Linked DNA regions of Mus musculus: region 2 is linked to region 1. A link is a contact called in public Hi-C data. All regions are on one chromosome and are shown on one strand. The core of a region is the stretch at or near the end of the contact, and the rest is flanking DNA. Distances in the headings are between cores, read along the strand shown. Region 1 holds the start of Mcm3 (minichromosome maintenance complex component 3). Region 2 has its middle 16 kb from the start of Tram2.

The links. A called contact is a pair of places that touch in the nucleus more often than the background predicts.
Region 2: a Hi-C map of the G1E-ER4 cell line shows a contact between it and region 1, with 2.2 times the contacts expected there. The contact joins the enhancer-like site here to the promoter of Mcm3 in region 1. A contact is called at or near these places in 9 of 39 promoter capture datasets (the 3T3-L1 cell line, the C10 cell line, the HPC-7 cell line and 4 more), 1 of 15 datasets of contacts at CTCF or cohesin (the NIH/3T3 cell line), 28 of 484 Hi-C or Micro-C datasets (the C2C12 cell line, CD4 single positive thymocytes, CD8 T cells and 22 more), 1 of 115 datasets of contacts at active chromatin or transcription factors (microglia) and 2 of 9 other capture datasets (adipose tissue and liver).

What each region holds. Positions count from the first base shown.
Region 1 is chr1:20,817,503-20,822,722 of GRCm38.p6, reverse strand. It overlaps Mcm3 (minichromosome maintenance complex component 3), which reads left to right and starts at 2,411. Exons shown (of 17, transcript NM_008563.3): 1 at 2,411-2,592; 2 at 4,818-4,930. The coding sequence starts at 2,515. It also overlaps the pseudogene Gm20587.
Region 2 is chr1:21,092,742-21,097,891 of GRCm38.p6, reverse strand. No RefSeq gene overlaps it. Among named protein-coding and RNA genes, the nearest start is that of Tram2, 16 kb to the right of the region's middle. Within about 2 kb of position 2,836, at least 51 of the 459 cell types and tissues checked have an H3K27ac peak or open chromatin away from gene starts, as enhancers often do. A contact at or near this core is called in CD8 T cells, the G1E-ER4 cell line, the HPC-7 cell line and 5 more, where this site is marked.

The DNA.
Region 1 (5,220 bases), core at 1,162-3,661:
TTCACAGTTTTCATATCTGACAGTTTTCCCTCTTCTCTCTCCATGACAGGGTCTTACAATGTAGCACTGGCTGTTCTTGAACTTGAGCCTCCTACCTCTGCTTTCCAAAGGGCTGGGATTAAGGATGTATCCCACTACAACCATCAGTCTTTCCTTCCTTCTGACTTCTTTTTGAATATCCTTTCTCTGGGTTCCCTTTTGGTTTGGCTCATTATTGATGGCCCTCCTCACTGTCATGATGGCATCATGCAGGGACCTCTTTGGGTCTCCATAAACTTCTCAGCGCCACCACAGAGGATGGTGGTACATGTCTTGGCCTTAGGGAAACCAGTGAAGAAATTGCACCTCTTGCCTCTAATTTGGGTCTCTTTAAACACCTGGCTGTGGCCCAGCACATCTGGAATCAGAGCATTCCCATTGGTCTGGGTTGAGCCTCCACAGGCCATCATTGTCCTTTTCAGATCCTCCTCAGGCCAGTGGCCAGCACAGAACATGTTCCTATCAGCAAAGTACTGGGTGGCCACATCCGCAATAGGGGGTTTAGAGAACACGACTTTGGCTCCCGACTATGACTAACTTGTCATAAAGAATGTTCCGCTTGGCATCAAGAATTGCCTGGTGCGTGTGAACTCTGATTTCAGCATTATCTTTCTCTGCTTTCAGCTTGAGCTCAACATTTGAGAAGGCAATTGTGGGATTCTCATAATTCTTGGGCTGCATTTCAAACCCAGACTACGAGAACGTGTTCTTGAACGCGACACTAGGCACCAACTGAGACTCCTCTAGGGCTCCACCCTGCACCTTCTTGGTGTCAGTCATTTTAAGCTACAACAACTCATTGAGCATCATCACAGCATCAGCCACCACCTTGGCAAAGAAGGCCTTCTGCTGGGAGATCAGCTTGGAGCTCAGGGCTTGGAGCTCAGGGCTGTCACTGCACACTTCCCTAGCATCTTCCTCTCTTCTACTTTATCTTGCTTCTTTATAGTCACAGCTATCTCTTTGATTTTGGGTGGCTGTGCAGAAAGCTCAGATGATGATCTGAGGGCATAACCCTTCCTTCACACAGGACTTCACCTGCTTCAGAAACTCCTCAGCCAGCAGGATCACCACGGTGGTGCCATCACTAGTGTCAGTGTCTTCGGATCCGGCAATGTCCACTAAAGTCTTTGCTGCAGGATGTCCACCATCGAGGAGTTTCAGAAGTAGAAATTGTTGTTTTGCCTTGGCCATCCACAATAAGTTGCCATGAGGACCCAGGGTGGTCTTATAGCCCCAGCAATCACTTGGCAAACACAGACAATGTTACTCACGAGCTGTTACTCATGAGTTGAGGAATGCCTTGAGAGCTATCAGTCCCCTCTTTCAACAGGATAACATGGTGGGCATCATCTTGGAAGCGGCATCCGGTACCCATAACTCATCTGTTCTCCACTTCAGGGTCGCCCACTCCAAGTGTTTTCTTTGGGCTGGAGACAGAAAAAAAGGAAGTACTTTGTATACTTTGCAATGCCTTGATTTTGACTGTTTCTGCATGCTGCTTTCCAGGCAGCCTCTTAGCAATTATTTCACCTTGTAAATCAGCCTTGGCCCATTAGTGCCTAAGGCAGAAAGCCAACAGATAGCAAGCAAAGCAAGCATGTGAACAGCAGTGGAACCCTTAGATATACTAACTATGCTTTTTTTTTTTTTAACAATCTGATTTTCTGCTTATCTATCTCATGACCTTGTGAAAGTGGGGAGAAATACGAATTATATATCTCTGTGTCTTCAAGGTTACAGATCAAGATACAGCAAATCAAGGCTGTGTTAAAGGCAATAGCATGATTCCGTGAATAAAATTTGTCTTTACACCATTTCTAACTTGCTCTTGGAATACTAGTGATGGCTTACTGGAGAATTTTGAATTCAGATTCCTCATTTTGTATAGGAGGAAATGAAGGCTAGAAGACAAAGTGTGTTAGAATCAATAATATGGAGGCTAAAGAGATGGGTCAGTGGGTATCCTGTTCGTCTTTCAAAAATACAAGGTGGAGAAAGATTGAGGAAGACACCGGATATCAACCTTTGGCCTTCATTTGTACCTGTGCATATGGGGTGCAAACTTAGACCTCCCCCCTCAGTAAATCCTAACTTCCGATTTGACAAAACTTCCTACAGGCAAAGAAAAAAAAAAAAGAAAAGAAAAACAGGGGGTGAGGTGGGAAGGACCACAACTCCCAGAATGCAGTGCTTCCTAGCCTTCCTGTTGCTCAATTTCCAGGGGGTGGGTTTTGAGCGTCCTCTCTGTACCATTGGTCAGACTTCCTATTAGGGCGGAGAAAGTGACCATTTCTCTCCAATCCAGGCACGGAATGAAAGGCTATTGAAGTGGTTAGCCAATCATAACGCGTCTCTGCTCCATGCTTCCTCCACCATAAACTTCCGTGGCGGGAAAACTTGGGAAGTTTTGGCGCCAAGGCGGTGTCACGCGTTTCCGGACTGTTTGGTGGCCGGCGATTTCGGAGCTGCGACATGGCGGGCACAGTAGTGCTGGATGATGTGGAGCTGCGGGAAGCGCAGAGAGACTACTTGGACTTCCTGGATGACGAGGTGAGGCTCGGGCCGCGAGCCCGGTGCTGGGGTCCCGCGGGTGACCGGGCACGGCTGAGGGGGTTCCCGCGGGTGACCGGGCACGGCTGATGGGGTTCCCGCGGGTGACCGGGCACGGCTGATGTGGTCCCCGCGGGTGACTGGGCACGGTGCTGGGGTCCCGCGGGTGACCGGGCACGGCTGAGGGGGTTCCCGCGGGTGACCGGGCACGGTGCTGGGGACCCCGCGGAGGACCAGGGCCGCTGATAACTTCTTTTCTCTGCAACTTCCTGTTATCTTTTTTTCTCTCCTAAAGATGTACCTCCAGATTTTAAAAGTTACATTCTTTTCATGTATTAGTTTCGTTATGAAATTTCATAAACACATAATGTATTTTGGTCATATTTCTTTCTTATCACTCCCTCTTATAATTACTGCTACTGATCCCCATAGCCTACTTGACATGGTACCCAGGCCTTGTGCTTGCCGTCTTCCTCTGAGCAGCCTATTTTTCTTGAAACCTCTTACATTAGGATATGTTAACTATACATACGGGTTACATTATGAAACTTCATAAGCACATAATGTATTTTGATCATTTTCATTTTCTCATTATCTCCTCTTGTCATTTTCTTGCTCCTGTATATCTTCATGAGTTACTAGGGTTTTCTCCAAAGTAATTTAGTTTGTCTCTAAATTCATGTGTTCCCCCCAAACCCCACACAACTTGCAAGGAGACTGGTCAGGTGTAAACAGGCTCTTCTTTGGAAAAGCTAATGTAACTGGCTCAGAGCCCTCAGATTTAATGACTGGCCTGATGCTGGTGAGGGTAGGAGCGAGACTAACAATTTATGACAGCTCTCTTTTTAGTGAATCAAGTGTTTTGTATGCAGGTAAAATGGGTTTAAGTGTAATCCAAAATTTAAAGCTATAGGATGTTGATGAGCCCTGGAAGTTTGTTGATCAATGAAAAGCAATTTAAATTTGAATTTTAAGAGTATTTAAATTACATTTCAAATATACATCATGATTTTGAAATATGTCTACAGTCAGGTGTGCTAACATCCAGATTTTAAAGTTAAATTTTCATATTGCAAGTTTTTTTGTTTGTTTTTACTAAGTCTTTAAGACTTAGGCCATTCTAATTCCCAATTAAAATGTAAGCATATAGGAGAACTGTTAATGATCATGATAGTATGTGATAGGGCATGCTGGACAGGAGGAAAGGGTTGTCTGCAGCTGTCTACTTCCTGGGCACCGTTGAGACATATATCAACATGCTGGCATCCTCATGTGTAAGTGACATAGTGGCTAGTGTCATCTTTGCTGGTGTAGGCTTTAAGTAGCTCCCAAGTCCCTGCTTAGGACTTTTGAATACCTTTATGCTGACCTCCCATGGTATAAATAGAACCCTCCCCCACCCCCACGATCAGTAACCCCTTTATAAATTGAATGCTCAGTGGTCCTTAATGCTCTATTGATAGAGACAGCAGGTGTGTTCTCCTTGTCCAGAAAGGCATACACCTGTTTTATAATGTAGGAAAGAACATTTTTCCGCTGAAAGACAGAAGTACGTTACACCAGAGGGCAAGAACACAGAACTGACCACCCAGCCTTTATGTAATATGTCCTTAAGTACCCCCAAGTTCTTGATGCAGTTGTAGACCCCACTGCTGAGCTTGCCTGCCTTCTGACCTTCTAATATTACTGGAATCCCTTAGATTCAGGACAGGCTTACTCTCACTCGACGATACCCCTTTCTACCAGTGTTTACAGCTTGTCACTGTGTACCCATCTGCTTGCTTGTTCTTTTGGCTGTTGCTCTTGAAGGAATCTTACTCTGTAGCCTAGCTTTGGACTCAGAGGTGATCCTCCTGCCTCCGATGCCTGAGTGCTGGAATTGTAGTTTAGCTCCATGCTCTACCTGAATTCAATTTTTCCTCTTTGTATCTCCTAGGCAGCTTTAGAGATCCAAGCTTGCTATGAATAAAACCAAGACCCTGTAGAAAGGGGACCCTCAGTTTCTTAGGTGACATTGACTTTATGATTCTTAGAGTCTCTTAATAGATTGTAGGTGAGGTCTGAGGCCAGCGGGTGAAAGGGGGAGACTGAAAAACAGACTTTGCGTTCATCTGGGCCCAGAGGTTTTGTTTCCAGGGTTGCTTCTGGTCTGAAACACATTTGACTTGTGTCCTAATTTAATATGTCAAATCACTTGTTCAATATGTCTTATTGGCGCTTCGCAGGAGGACCAAGGCATTTACCAGAACAAGGTTCGGGAACTGATCAGTGACAATCAGTATCGGCTGATTGTCAGCGTGAATGACCTGCGCAGGAAGAATGAAAAGAGGGCTAACCGGTGAGCCGTGACAGGGTTTCCCGGGGGCCCGCTGCTTTGGAGGGAGAGAGGAAGGCATCCTGTTTAGATTGGGAAGACCTAGAGTGCATGGGCTTCACCTACATACAGGCTGTCGTTGTCGTCTCCCAGAGAAGAGGTGGTCTCAGGTACTCCCATCTTCCAGTGTTGTGTTGAGCATCCTTTTTTACATGTTTGATGAATTGAGAATAACTTCAGTCTTACACAGTGGTAGCACAAAGTAGACATGGATTTCCTTTCTCTGACCCGAGGTTGTTCCTTCCTGTTTCTAG
Region 2 (5,150 bases), core at 1,587-4,086, 270 kb before region 1:
GGACCATCCCTAGTGGGCAGTACAGTCCGTGTCTTCAGTAGCATCACAGACACCTTCATCCACAGCCAGAGAGGCTGCCTGTCTTACTCTACAGAGCGGAGTTGGCTCAGCGCCTCTGACCCTGATCTGAGTCTACCTCAGGCCTGAGTTCGCAGAAGGGGTCTGCGGCTCCCCCTTTGAAACTTCTGCAAAGAAACCCTCGCATGGTTTTCTCAGCCTCAGCCCGTCATCTGCGACTACGGCTTGGCTGCGTCGAGGCTCTGCCCTCCTCCTCTTCTTTGCCAGACTATAAATCATTTCAATTTCTTCATACTCATCAACTTTTCTGGGGGTCTCCCTTTTGCTGGGAACAATGATCTAATCCCAAGATGCAATTTTAGAGGAACCCTGGGGCAAATCAAAGGGCATGCTAGTCCTGAGCCTCGGTCCATATATGGTACAGTCTTTGAGCCAACAGTAGAATAGACTATAACGCAACACAGCTGATTCACCAGCTGTCCCTCTGGCTCCCTAAGCAGCGCTGGCCCACTCCGGTTTCCATTGAGGTCAGCACGGCATCCATAATAAAAGGTTAAGATAGCTAAAGAGCACCAGGGCATCGTGCTTTTGGATCTCCGCATTTTACTAGTCATTTCTTTCGAGGATCCCAATTCCTAGGAGGCTACGCCTTCTGCAATGTAATAGAATAATAATCGGTTATCTTGTGGGCGTGGCTGGGAGCTGAGAGGGAGGAGAGGAGAGGAGACTCAGCAGAAATGCTTGCTCAAGCCCAGTTACAGCTGAGCTCAGTTCAGAACTGGAAGCAATCGAAGAGCTCCACCCTGACCCTAGGCAGAGGTCAGTATTCACAGCCCAAAACTAGGCCATTATCTATTTTGTTCAGTCTCCACCCTCAAGTGCATCTTATTCATCCGGTTTTTTTGTAAAGTATGAAGATCAAGCCGAGCAGCGCTCAGACAGTAGAAACAACTCGAGCCCGGGTTGCCAGTTGTGGGAAAGCTCACCAGAAGATAACCACATTCTTTGTATTACCAGCCTCCCCACCATGCCATGCCTATTAAAAAGCAAAACATTATATAAGATTCTACTAGTGGCTGGGTCAAACCAGTTTATCAATCTTGTTATCTTTTCAGAAACATTGAAAACAGATTGTTAAACATAATTATTAAAAGATTGAATTACATATCATTATAATGGGATAAATGAGATTTAAAACAGCTATGGCTGATGAAATGGCTGTGTAGGAAAGATATTTGCTCTCACCTAGACCTGTGTAGTGAAAAGACAGAACCCTCTCCCAATCGTTGTCCTTTGACCATCTCCTGTGTGCTAAGGATGCACACACTCTTACGCGCAAATACATTGGATTCACATTTTTAATAATTTAAACAGAAAGACTGGATAGCTCAGCTGTTAAGAGCGTGTGATACCCAATCATGAGGATCAGAGTTCAGATCCCAGCACCCACATGACAAGCCAGAGCAGATGAACTGAAAATGAGTGTACAGACCCCAGTGATCTCTTTCCTCTTCACTCTGGGGCCCATGGGCATGGGTGTGCATGGGCACACACCCACACTCACATTAACACTCACATACACAAATAAGTAAATAAAATTAATTAGCTGTAAAAAGTACCCACGCTCATCACGTGTGTCTCATCGGAGGGTGCTCACTGCATCGGATCTGTGTGCTGGAAATCCTGCACTCTGCTGTGCTGTTTCTCGGATTTGCCTGACTCCGTGCACTGTCCTGCCCATTCTAGTAAGCTTGAAATTGGGAAGAAGGGGACCACTTCTTGTATAAGACCTGAATATGTGAACCAGGGTTTCTTTCTCCCTGCATGGACAATCATACTGCTGTCAGGAGGAGATAACAAAGATTCGTGCCTTGGATACTTACAGGGCAAGAAGAAAAACAAGTCTTTCGAGCCTTGGCTGGGCACAGTTTCCTGAAAAAAGGCTACAGATGAGGATAAAGGGACAGAGGAGAGGTAAGGGAAACTTGCTTAGGCGCCCTCCTACCGCAGGTGCTTAGGCACCCTCCTATCGCAGGTGCTAACCTCATCACCAGAAATAGTAACCTCTCAGTTTGTAACTGCTTGCAAATGAGGAATGGTGGTATCTCCCGATTGTGCACAATCACCCAAAGCTAACTTCTCACACTCAACAACCAGGCCATGACTCCATGGCACCCAGATCCCAGCTGTTATACAGTAATGAAGTTATACATTAATACAGTTATGCAGCTATCCAGTCATCTGGAGCCTGCCTCCTAAGAATCTATGTTGCCAAACTCAAGAAAAACACCTCAAGCCACAAATTTTACTTCATACTAATGGAATGAGATGCCTACTTGTCTTTCCAGATATGGACGCTACTACACCAGTGTCCTGCAAGATAGAACCAAGAAACTTTCTTCCCAACTGTTATAAAAAAGAACAGAACAGAACAAAACCAAAACAAACTAATCCTTCCGTTCTCTATCAGCCAGGTTCCTCTCTGGAAACCCATTCACTGTCTCCTTCCAGTGTATCTCAATAAGTTCTCTCTGTTTTCCCATGTTCTGGTTAATTCTTTTACTGCCTATTCATTACCAGCCTTACTTATGGGTTTCACAGACATTTACCGCCTCTCAAGACTTCCCCGTAATCCAGAGGTGAAGGCAGGAGAATCAGATTAGCCTCTGCTAGACTGTAAGTTCAAGATTAGTCTGAGCTATACGGGGAGCAAGAAGGGGAATGGCAGTGGTAAAGCCTTCAATGAAGACTCAGTGTGAAGATCTGAGGCTGCAGACAGAGCTAGTTTCCTTTTCAAAGACACGGCCTCACTCTGTAGCCTAGCCTGACCTCAAACTTGCCAGTCATCCTACTTTAGCTTCCTGGGGGTTAGCATGACAGATGTGAATCATCACATCTGGCTGGCTAAAGGCATTTCCAATTAAGGGACCAGAAAGACATAACAGCAGGAAGGAGCAGTGAGAGAACGGCTAGTGGCCCAGTATGCAGATGTGAAGATATATCAGGAACATCGAGTGAGCAGAGTAGATATGATGTAACCCAGGAGGGGAGGGAGTAATAGGAAGAGAAAACTGAGACTGAAGGGGACAGGGCTGAGGAAACTGAGGTGTTGCAAAGGCATCCAACAACCCAACTACTTGTGTCTGAGAGACAGCAAGCTCATGCATAATCATTCAATCTGGGGATAGAATGGACAGACAGTGTGATGGGTAGTGGGAGACCTGCTCATCCAAGGTTAGATCGAGCTATAACTGAAATTATAGGGCCTTCACTTAGCCATTAGAGAGGGAGCCAGAAGGAGGAACTAGGAATCTTAGGAAACTTTGGAATGATGATACAGGTGCTATAGTAGACTGAGGTAAAGCAGGCAACAGAAGACTATGTGGCTAATCAAGGAATTAATGGAATAGGCCAATAATGAAGGAATTGACTCTCTTCTAGGAGAAGGTCAGCTACAAGGACTAAAACATTTTGCTACTAAGCAAAGGCTATTTAAGTATCTCACAAGAGTCTGAAAATGATGGTTGGCTTGGGCCAGTGCTCAACCGTGGTCATCGGAGGGCCAAACTCTTCTGTTCTGATATGGTCAGTGCTGTTATTTGTATGTCAGTTTTCATTCCTGTGGCTGACTCCCTATAGTCATAAGACATCTGTCATAACTCATGTCATTTGAAGCAGAGCAGATATGCCTGAGGCAAACGCAAACATCTCTGTAATCAGAGAACGTTTTCCTCCATTCTTCAGCTGATTTCCCTTTACATACTGTGGTGGTATGAGCTTGCTTGACCCATGGGAAGTGGTACTATTAGGAGGTGTGGCCTTGTTGGAAGAAGTACATCACTGTGGGGATAGGCTTTGACGTCCTATGCTCAAGCCCCACCCAGTGTGGAGGAGAATCTGCTGCCTTGGATCAAGATGTAGAATTCTCAGTGGTTCCTCCAGAACCATGTCTGCCTGCATGCTGCCATGCTTTCCACCATGATGATAATGGACAACCTCCTAACCTGTAAGCCATCCCCAATTAAATGCTGTCCTTTATAAGAGTTGCCTTGGCCATTGTGTCTCTTCACAGTAATGAAACTTTAACTAAGACAAATACCATTAGCCAGAATGGTCCACACACTTTAGTAGATAGAATAATACTTTCAGAGGTGATCACACTCTAGCCTCATGCAAATTATTGTGGTTTCACTTTACCCAGAAGAAAACACTTTGGATTAAGGAGTGACCCGTGGCACAGCCAGGCTGTCCTACCATATGCCCTATCTAAGTATATCAGCCCAGCTGGGAGAGGACAATGACAACATTGTTACAATGTGCTACTGATTGCAACATTGCTACAATGTGCTTTGATTCTGAGATACAAGAGCTGCGAGGGAGAACTTGAGAGAGGCTGCTAACATCCGAAAAGAGTCTTGAGTTCACAGCCAGCAAGGAAACAGGGGCTGTAGTCCTATAGCTTCAATAAACCACAATCTTCCACATACCCCAAACACAAGGAAACCTAGTCTCTTTTGAATCCCCAGAAAGGAATAGGGCCGCGATTTTAGACAAGCGGGCTGAACATCAGGAACATGAAACTATAACAAAATAAGGTCTACTGTAAGCTATGTTTGTAATGGTTGCTGAGACAGCAACTTAAAAGTAATACACAAGCCCAATAATGGTATAACCACATATAGTTTAGAGCAACTAGGATTTGCCTGGGTTTGGAGGGGCAGGCTCATTTCTCTGTACATGCTATCAACTATCTATCAGATCATTGAGGGCAGATACTGGAAAGATTGAGAGCCAACATTAACAAGAGTGACAGACAGGCTGAGGAGCAGAAGGTGAGGTTCAGGACAGACATGCCAGGTACGTCTGTGTATCATTGTTTCTGATTATCGTTAAACACTTTGAACATCCCTCATAGTTATGACTAAGGAAAGCCTTAATGCAAGCCCCATAACCCAGAGAGCCATCTTTATCCCAGGAGGACAAGTCCCTAAGAACAATCTTACCAGTTCCCAGCCTCTGGCTGAGCAGCTAACATTTGAATCTAGAGAATGCTGTGTAGCATACTTTATTAAATATGAGATGTCTTCCATTGCAAGGGATTATATTATTACATTACAAAAGAAAAAAGTGAA